Regions from separate parts of the Zea mays genome. Here region 2 is linked to region 1. A link is a contact called in public Hi-C data. All regions are on one chromosome and are shown on one strand. Each heading gives the region's core, a stretch centred on a gene start, on an enhancer-like site or on the middle of the called end of the contact. The rest is flanking DNA. Distances are from core to core; before and after follow the strand shown. Region 1 holds the start of LOC100284131. Region 2 has its middle 24 kb from the start of TRNAK-UUU.

What was found. A called contact is a pair of places that touch in the nucleus more often than the background predicts.
Region 2: a Hi-C map of leaf shows a contact between it and region 1, with 6 times the contacts expected there. The contact joins the enhancer-like site here to the promoter of LOC100284131 in region 1. A contact is called at or near these places in 2 of 25 Hi-C or Micro-C datasets (both in leaf).

The regions. Positions count from the first base shown.
Region 1 is chr9:143,542,061-143,547,379 of Zm-B73-REFERENCE-NAM-5.0, reverse strand. LOC100284131 reads right to left here and starts at 2,425. Exons shown (of 4, transcript NM_001157028.2): 1 at 2,079-2,425; 2 at 1,832-1,983; 3 at 1,603-1,728. The coding sequence starts at 2,236.
Region 2 is chr9:143,623,555-143,628,873 of Zm-B73-REFERENCE-NAM-5.0, reverse strand. No RefSeq gene overlaps it. Among protein-coding and RNA genes, the nearest start is that of TRNAK-UUU, 24 kb to the right of the region's middle. Within about 2 kb of position 2,928, at least 18 of the 20 cell types and tissues checked have an H3K27ac peak or open chromatin away from gene starts, as enhancers often do. A contact at or near this core is called in leaf, where this site is marked.

The sequences.
Region 1 (5,319 bases), core at 1,176-3,675:
CAATACGAAAGCAGCACCTGATGCCCTTTTAACATTGGGCAAAGCTGCAAAGATCCTTGGAAAGTAAAATGTCAGGTCCTTGGAGTATACTGCTACTATGGTCCAATAAACATGAAAGTCGTGCCTAGGCAACGGCAGTGCAAAAATTAAAGTTAATTGTTCATGGTGCACTGAGCATCCACAATAACCTCAATGATCAGGCACCTGAGCATGCAGAATTAATCAGTTATTTATCAGTGATACATACTTATTTATCAGTTTGAGTATGTTTATATACTCGTTTTATGATACTCTAAATCTTAGTACTTGGAAAACTTTGAAGGAACCTATATTTTTAAATATATTGTTGTAGTAGTATACAAATTAAGTACAACCACACAATCTATGTATACTTAACAAATATACCAACTTGGATGGTTTGTATGATCACATACACTTTGTTTGACCACATACATACTAAACTTTGAGATATACACATGGGGGTCACTATATGTGTGTGTGCGTGTGTGAATCACATCAAACGAACCTAGCTTATCACATAATTCATAGGCCAGTGAATGGGGCGGACCCAGGCCCATGGCCGCCTGGGCCACGGCCCGGGGCGCAGGCCCAAATTTTTTTTAGAAGAGCTCTGTCCTCTAGCCTCTGCCGGTCTGATCTCTGGCCTCGTTGAGTCATAATTATATGTATGTATATCTATCCGGCACAGTGCAAGCTTCGCAAGCACAGGATAACACACATGCAAGCAAGAGCAGGCTACGATCACCTACATGTGTCATGTAGATTTACATACTAGGCTAGTAGCAAGGCCTCGGACAGCACATGCTAGGCTCCTGCTAGTCTAGAGAGATGGATAGAGAGAGAGAGACTAGAGACCAAATCATCGAGCTAGGATAAGCAAAAAAATTCCCAAGCTAGCAAATGGTTCTAAACCGAAGAGGCAAAAAAATTACAAGCCACAGGGCTTAGAAACTACTACCTCCATTTTCTTTTATTTGACCCGGCAAACGTCAAATAAAAAAAGATCAGAGAGAGTACGAAACAAGATATTCCATACAACCATCTAATACCATAATCACCAAATAAAAGATCAAAAAGTTACGACCAAATAAACAAGATCACATGGCTAGAAATTAAGTTTGAGATTGAGACTCTGTGGAGAGAGCTTTCTCATCTATGAATATCATTAAAATTGAGTTGTGTAATAAGACAGGAGACGAATGGCTTAACCATCGTATGATTTCCTTCAAGTTGTGTTTTTAATATGATTTCCTTTAAGGTTCTGGAGTAAGAAGCGATGATGTTAATGTTGACATGATACATTTGGAAAGAGCTACATCATAACTTGTATATTATCTTTAACATCTATGACAACATTGTTTCGCCGTACAATTTTTTTTATATGTTACTATTAAAGTTTATGATCGCTTCGGCCGGCCCGGGTCTTAGTCAATTTCTGGGTCCGCCACTGCCAGTGATCGATCAAAACAACAATAACCGGTTCAATCAACAGAGGTACCAAATATTATGACAGTACAAGCTGCTAGTTATGAACAGATGCAAAGGAGGGATAAAGAAGTAGGATATGTTATGGGTGCTCACTCTCGACAGATCCAAAACGGATAGCAAACATCTCCTCCTTGAGCTCACCGTCGGCGAAGTCCAGCGCGTGCCACACGCACGACTTGTCGCTCCCTGCGTGCTCCTGCATCTTAGTCGTCGCCACCACTGTGCGTTCGGAGGAAGGGGATAAGCAATACAGTCCAGTGTCAAAACCTATCCAGGCAGATCGAAACCGCCAACGAAAATCACACAAAAACACAGTGATTACCAAGATGGTTAGCACAGATCTTAAGCGTCTTCGCCTGACGCATGACGAGGCGGACCTTGGCGGTCTCCTTGTGCTTAAGCAGCTTCACAGTGCCTGTGCCACGTTCTTTCCACTGGTTCGCCTCCTTGTCGAACCGGTAGAGCTTCGCCTTCCTGCATAACCGCCACACGTCAGATGATCAACAAAACCTAGCCGAATCGGATCGGGGTTGGGGTGGGGAGAATCGAAGCGGCCGAGGATGCATCACATGTCGACAAGTACGTCCTCGTCCTCCTCTCCGGTGGTAACGGCGACCTCCTCCAGCTTCACGATGGGCGCGACCTGAGCGCCGGTGTCCTCATCCTCGCCGGCCGCCGCGGCTTCCTCGTCCTCCTCCGCTGGACGGTGCTCCGCCGGGTCGGCCATGGTGTTCAGTGCGGTAGCAGCGGCGGTTGCAGTAGGGCTCGGGCCTGAGCTTGCTGGCTGCGCTCCTGCTCGGTTGCTGCTGCGCGTGGCGGCCGCGGCGGTGAGAAAGGGGCAGCTTGAGACGTGGGGTGTTTCTCGTGGGAGGGGACGTGCGCAGCGCAGCCGAAAGGGTTAGAGCAACACCAAAAGACCGATTTTTTTTATTTTAATTGTTTTTGAAAAATATTCATATTTAGATCCTTAAATGACTTAATCTCATTTTTAAACCATTTGTTTTTGCCACGGGCTATGACCGGCGACGACGTAACACGGCTCGCATCACAGATCTTTGTGCCGAGGTGCTTGCATCGTTGACGACGACAGACTGACGTGGCCGAGCTCGGCGCCATAATTCATGACTTTTGTCAAAATCGGCACATAGGCCAGCCAGAATGCCGCTTTGGCAGGGGCGGATTCAGGCCTGTGGCCACTAGGGCCCAGGCCCTACTCTTGGGCCGAATAATTATGTAACAGCCCAGCCCAACTAATTTGGTTTAGGGTTTAGGACTTTGAAGCTTGGGGCCTTGCGGGCGGCAGTGTGGCTGCTGTCTGGTGCTGTTTCGAACCGAGCAGAAGCAGCTAGCAGCACGCCGGTCGCCGGCAAGCAAGCAGCCAGGCGCGCAGCGGCCCAGGCAACGCAGCCGCTAGCTAAGCAGGAGCAGCGCGCGCGTGCCCGAGCAGCGAGCGGCCGAGCGAGCAAGCTGCAAGCAAGCAGCGCTGCGCCGCTGCGCAGCCGCGCAGGGACCGACCACCGGCTGGCTGGGCAAGCAAGCAGCCAAGGAGGCAATCAGGCAAGCAAAGCAAAGCAAGAGCGGCCTGCAGCCCTGCAAGTAGCTGCCAGCAAGTAGCGATTCGAGTCACGCAACAAGCAAGCAGACTAGCGCAGCAAGCAGGTCTGTTTTTGTTGTTTGACACCGAGAAAAACATGTTGTGTTTGTGTCTAATTACAGTGATTTGTGTTACAATTACAGTGTACAATATGAAGAGAGTTCGAACAATTGCATCATTTTATCAAGTCGCGTCAAATCAAGAATCGAATGAAATCATTCAAAACGTACAAATTGGGACTAATTTGGATGAAAATGAAAACAATCAAGAATCACTAGATGTTGGGACTGCACAAAATAATACGGAATCAATATATAGTGAGATTGTTGGTGATCCTGGACTTCGAAAACCAATTGAAGAGTTAGATGTGAACATTCGAGATGTGAGAGCACCTAGAGGGGGGGTGAATAGGTGATCCTGTAAAACTTGAACTTAATGCCACAAAAATTTGGTTAAGCGTTAGCACAGTAATGCTAAGTGGCTAGAGAAGAGTCTTAGCGAAACACAATAACCATAAGAGAATCAACACAGATAGACGCAGTGGTTTATCCCGTGGTTCGGCCAAGTACAACACTTGCCTACTTCCACGTTGTGGCGTCCCAACGAACGAGGGTTGCAATCAACCCCTCTCAAGCGGTCCAAAGACCCACTTGAATACCACAGTGTTTTGCTTTTCTTTTCTATATCCCGTTCGCGAGGAATCTCCACAACTTGGAGCCTCTCGCCCTTACACTTTGATGTTCACAAAGAAGCACGGAGTAAGGGAGGGATGGGCAACTCACACAAGACACAAAGATCACAGCAAATACGCACACACAAGACCCAGACTTGAGCTCAAGAGACTATCACAAGTTTCACACTAGAACGGAGCTCAAATCACTAAGAATGCCGAACAAGTGCGCAAGAATGGAGTGTGAGTGATCAATAATGCTCAAAGGATGCTTGGTACACTCCTCCATGCGCCTAGGGGTCCCTTTTATAGCCCCAAGGCAGCTAGGAGCCGTTGAGAGCAATCTGGGAAGGCAATTCTTGCCTTCTGTCGCCTGGCGCACCGGACAGTCCGGTGCACCACCGGACAGTCCGGTGCACCACCGGACACTGTCCGGTGCGGATTTCCTTCCTTATTTGGCGAAGCCGACCGTTGGCAGCCTTGGAGCCGTTGGCGCACCGGACAGTCCGGTGCCCCCATCTGACCGTTGGCTCGGCCACGTGTCCCGCGCGGATCGCGCGGCCGACCGTTAGCCTGACCGACAGTTGGCTCACCGGACAGTCCGGTGCACACCGGACAGTCCGGTGAATTTTAGGCGTACGCCGTTAATTACTTCCTGAGAGCAGCAAGTTTGCCTAAGTCTGCCTGGCGCACCGGACACTGTCCGGTGCACCACCGGACAGTCCGGTGCACCCAGACTGAGCAGACTTTGGCTGAACAAAGCCATCTCTTTTCCAATTTAATTTCTCCTGTTTCCAGCACTTAGACACAATACATCAGTCCATAAAACAATGTACTAAGTCTAGAAACATACCTTTTGACTTGATTTTCACTTTGTCCACCACTTTGCATAGATCAACACTTAGACACTTGTGTTGGACACTAAATCACCAAAATACTTAGAAATGGCCCAAAGGCACATTTTCCTTTCAAGATGTTGTTAGAAGAGAGTATTTATTGTTAGGCCCTTGTCAACCAAAAGGTCACATATTTCCCAAGAAGCGAATAGGAGATAGACAAACAAGTTTTAAGGAATCATGGTTCAAAAAGCATGAATGGTTGGAATACAGTGTTGCTAAAGATGCGGCCTTTTGCTTTTATCGTTTCCCTTTCAAGCAACCAAGAAGGGAAAACTTTGGTGTTGAAAGTTACACTAGTGCGACAGGGTATAACAATTGGAAGAATGCGATTAAGTCATTTGATGTACATGTGGGTAACATTGATAGTGCTCATAATAAGGCTAGAAGATGTTTTGATGATACATTTAGTTCGAACAATTCTATACTTTGTAGTTTGTTTTCTTTGATTACTTATGTAATAACGTAATGTCATTCAATTTCAGGAAATATTTATATTGTTGATGAAAGCAACCTAAGTAATTGATGAATTGGTCATTGAGACAAAGATCTATCATTTTCTTAATTAGGTAACCACTTGTTTTAGTGTCGGCGTTTCGAACCCGGGGGGTCCCTGGGCCGACGAGTAAATTGTCGCCGCGTGCCCCAGC
Region 2 (5,319 bases), core at 1,679-4,178, 81 kb before region 1:
GAGCAACGGATACTTCGCGCCAACGGTCACCTGCAGGCGCATTCAATGTGCGCCAGAAGCGCGCAGAAGTCAGGCACGCCCATACTGGCGCACCGGACATTGAACAGTACATGTCCGGTGTGCACCGGACATCCAGGCGGGCCCAGAAGTCAGAACTCCAACGGTCAGAATCCAACGGCATTGGTGACGTGGCTGGCGCACCGGACATGTCCGGTGCACCATACGACAGACAGCTTTCACCAACGGTCAAGTTTGGTGGTTGGGGCTATAAATACCCCAACCACCCCCACATTCATTGCATCCAAGTTTTCCAGCTTCCAACCACTATACAAGAGCTAGCATTCATTGCAAAGCACACCAAAAAGAGATCAAATCCTCTCCCAACTCTATACAAAGCCTTAGTGACTAGAGAGAGTGATTTGTTGTGTTCATTTGAGCTCTTGCGCTTGGATCGCTTCTTTTCTTTCGCATTCTTTCTTGTAATCAATCACTCACTTGTAATTGAGGCAAGAGGCACCAATTGTGTGGTGGCCCTTGCGGGAAGTTTTGATTCCCAAGTGATTTGAGAAGAGAAGCTCACTCGGTCCGAGGGACCGTTTGAGAGAGGGAAGGGTTGAAAGAGACCCGGCCTTTGTGGCCTCCTCAACGGGGAGTAGGTTTGCAAGAACCGAACCTCAGTAAAACAAATCCGCGTGTCACACTCTTCATTTACTTGCGATTTGTTTTCCACCCTCTCTTGCGGACTCGTTTATATTTCTAACGCTAACCCGACTTGTAGTTGTATTTATATTTGTAAATTTCAGTTTCGCCCTATTCACCCCCCCTCTAGGCGACTATCAACAGGTCACTGCCAGCATCTGATGCACCATACTTAGTAGTAAGTTCATCCCACAACTCTTTCCCGTCTGTGTACTGCATATTCGCATCAACCAGACGGTCAACAAGGGCGCTAAGAACGGCTCCCGTGAACATAGTATTGGCATGGTCGTACTCTTTCTCCTGTTCAGGAGTCAGTGGACCCTCAGGTCTGCCTTTACTAACATGGAAGACATTCATAGCAGTAAGCCAGAGCGTGGCCTTGACTTGCCATCTCTTAAAGTGCATACCATTAAACTTTTTTGGCTTCAGCGCATCGGCAAAAGCAGCCATAGAAAAACTATGAAATTGTCTACAATAAGGTTTTTGGATTGTTGAATAATTAGACAAATTCCAGTTTAAATTCCGAATATAAATCATGACCAAATCAGAAGAACTGAAATAACAAGCCAAATCAGATGATGTGTACTGATTAGACTTACTGATAGATGGCACGCGCCGGAATCAGCAGGGTCGACGATGTCGAAGTAGCGAAATCAGCAGGGTCGACGAGGTCAGCAGATCACGAGCAGTCGCGTGAAGACGCTTCCCAAAAACCTTATTCGCCCTCTCCTGGTGCAGGATGTAGAAGACGAAGGGTTCCGGAGACCTGCTCTCCTGATCGCAGATGCACCTCTGCGGTCGGGACGAAGGGAACTAAAAGGCGGCTCAGATATGAAGAGAGGCGAAAGCGAACTGGGATAATTTGGAGGCTGGCTGCCGGGCTCCTTTTATAGGGCCGAGTCCGCGTAAGCGTAACAGCCAAGAAACCAAAAAAATCAAACGGCAAAAGGTAGCCGCGCCCCCGCAAGGCGAGGGGCCGGATTTCGACGGACCATTCACGCGCATGTCGTGCGCCCGCGGCCTTCGCCCCGGCCCGGCCAGGCGAGCGAGCGCGCGCGCGCGTGTGGCTCTCCACACTCTCTCCTCTTATCCATGACTTGGTGAGTGAGTGTGGCTTCCATATTTAAGCTAGCTCTACTCCACTAGAACTAGCAATATGGTGCTATTGGTTCCACCAATTCCCTAGCCATCCACTTGTATGGGCTTTTGAGATTTTCCTGGGATTTATTAGAATTTCTTAATTGGGCCAAGCCCATAAATCCTAACACGGTCTACCTCTCCACCAACCCCATGCAGCATCAGCGCACGAAGCATGTGGAGATCGACCTGCACTTCGTCCGCGAGCGTGTCGCTGCCGATGACGTTCGGGTTCTCAGCGTCCCCACCACGCTTCAGTTCGCCGACATCTTCACCAAGGGGTTACCGTCGAGTGTCTTTTTAGACTTTCGATCCAGTCTCAACATCTGTACAGGATAGAGTTGTGACTGCGGGGGGTGTTAGACTACCCGTCTAGGATTTGTGGTGTTCCCCTTGTAATGACCGTCATACCCCCAGTGTAATGGGCCTGGCCCAGTTACTTACTCTATTAATACCACTCCTAAACCTGTTTAGGGTATGAGTTCAGTTTCCAATAATCTAGAACCAGTAATATGCTTACAGTTTGCATAAACTCCAGCAGCTTTTGGTGTGTTTTCTTGTCCCACTTGTGGGAGGCAAGCAATTTCCATTTTTGTGAGTGGTGTTCTGCTTAATACAAAATATGCAAGAATTTTGTGACACATAATGTTTGTTTGTCATGGATGCAGGTGGTAAAGATTAGATTGTAATAACAATATATACACCTGGAATGCTCTCTAAAGATCCCAATACAGTGCGCAAGAACTGTAGTTCGAGAAGAAGGCCTACTTGGTCTTGGTCTCGAGCATTACCAACTGTCATGGGCAATGGCACAAATCAAGCGGCAATGTTCTCAGCCAAGAACACATTTGATATCGTTCTAAGGAAGAAGCATGAAGGGAACGCGAAGGTGCTCCTGCCACGGCAGTCAATGATCTCTGGGTTCCTTGCGGGAACAGCAGGCCCTATCTGCACCGGACCCTTCGATGTCGTGATGGTTGAAGGGAGAACTGGTGACATCAAGACTCAAGTGCAAAGGCATGCTCCATGTGTGCAATACGAATGTTCCGTCTGGGAAGCTGAAGGTCCTTTTTATGCCCGGCCGGGCCACTAAAAAGATACCATAATATCCTGGGCCAGAAGTGATAACGCAGCCCATGAGCAAAATCGGAGCATGGCCTTTCTCGTGCACTGTTCGCCCTTACTACTTTTTCCTCGATACGAACTTCTTTTCAAGAGAAGATAAAAGGCACCAGGCTAAAGGAGTACTGACTGACCTCCATATCCTAGACAAGATCATGTCGCCTGTCGGCAACGTTGCACTCGTGCACGGCTCGCACCACCTGACGGCTGACGACCTCAAAATCTCTTTGCCTGCTCGATCGTCGATGGCTACTGCAGCGCAGGGCATCCAATTCCGAGCTTTGAGGCCTTCTTTTACCAGCGTCCTCCTGACGGACGGAAGAAAAGCTCCTCCGAGGATCCGGTTCTCCTACGATTGACCGGGCATCCGCCTTCGTCGCCACAAACGCTGTACCTTCCGAAGAAAAGGCCACACACTCCACGGCTCGCGGTCACCGGGCGCTGTCTCCGTGCAATTCCGTCTCTGAGACGCCCCTCCGCTCATGTGTGTTGTGTGCGGTGCCGGTCACTGCGTCCGCGTGATTGCGGCATGCTTGGAACAGGACGGGTCCACATGTTCGCTGCGCGCATCTCGTAATGTTTTCACGTGAAACCGTTGTGTTCTGGACGGGTCGTCATCGCCAGGTTTTGCAATGTGATGGCTGATGAGTAGCGCCAGGTTTTGCTGCCTATCTGGAACAACCTCTAGCTGCGCTGTTCCCGTCTGCGCCATACCCTTTTTCAAGTGAGCTGAGCAGATGCATGCATGGATGCGCGGCCGCGTTTTTACGTGGCCACCGTAGCATCTCAACTTGCGCTTCTTTAGCTTGCAATTGCAACGCCAAAGTGCCAAAGCGCCATCACAAGGGGACACAGAGACCACACGCTGAATGCAGGGTGTTTGGCACCAAAATGAGCATTCGTGGAATTAGCTCGGAATCAGTTGTGTAAAGGGTCCAGACCCCCTCCTCTATAAATAGAGAGGTCTACGACCGATTGTAATCATCATCAATCGAATCAAAACACTTCTATTTCACATTTATTTCCTAGGAGTAGTTCTAGTCTAGTTTTAGTTTAGCCTTCCGATCCTCAAATTCTTCGCTTCTCTTCGGCTTTACGTCGATTAGAGGAGTCTAGGTCGGCCTGCTCGAGCCTAGACAACTCCTAGGATCTCTCCTTCCCGACGGGGTCCCTCTCGGGAGCGAGATCCAGGCGCCGTCGGTGATCTTCCGCCGCCCCTGCGCACGCGCGGACCGTCCGGCCCCAGGGTGCGGACCGTCCGGCTGTCAAGCAGGAGACCTTAGCCCCTGCGCCAGGTCGCGGACCGCTCGACCCCTGCACGCGGACCGTCCGCCCCTGACCAGAGAGCACCACCACGATTCTTGTTGAGTGTTTGGCGCTCCAAAAGGCCGTCAACATACTTTTTGGCGACTCCGCTGTGACAACACATCTAGACCTATCAAATCGGCCCTCAATGGCCGGTTCAAGGGATAGTTCTGAAGTCTCCCCCAGCAACATTATAGAGCTGACTTGGGAAACCTTGCCGGCCGACGAACAGCTCCAGTTCGAGGAGCACAAGGAACAGCTGATCCAGGAGGCGAAAGCGAAGTTCTTGGCCAACTTCAAAGTGGACAGGAACAACAAGGTCGTCCGACAACGGGCGACGGATCCGGCTTCATTGCGACCCACGCCAGATATCCTCAATGTAAGTAATACAAACGAGCTGCAATCTCTTAAGAATTATGTAGATGAACAGCGAGAACAAATGCAAAGTATTATAGGGGGTATGCAAAACGACTATAGGAGATTAGCACGTGCGTTTGACAAATCTAGCATTGCAAATTTTCCATCGCACGAGGTTGAATTAGGGGATAACATGCGTAATACATCGGCTATAGGTTGTCGCGACCAGTCACAACCCCTTTATGGGATGCCGATGGACACATACCCTGAGCAATCGCAAATCGGCAGTAAATCAGCCGATCTGCACATGCCCGGACCGTCCGCACGTGAGCGTGGACCATCCAGACCAGCCACAGCCGGGCCCATTTTTAATGAGTTATCCAGACATGCACCCGAGTCACCTCATATGGCACAGAATCCAAACTACCCAGTCAGACCGTCCGCATACAATGACGGACGGTCCGCATATAATCACGGACGGTCCGTGCCAATGTCCGGACAGTCTGCACATGACCTTTTTGAGGAGGATTGTTACCTGAATCCTCACCCGTCCCAGCAACACTTCCCATTACACTATACAATGCATTAGCCCATTAATTCAAGATCCAGAGCCCAGGAAAGCTTTCTGGCCCCACCTAAAAGGCCAGAAAGGAACGATCAAACCTATGAACCGTATAGGGCAAGTGGCAATGCACCACA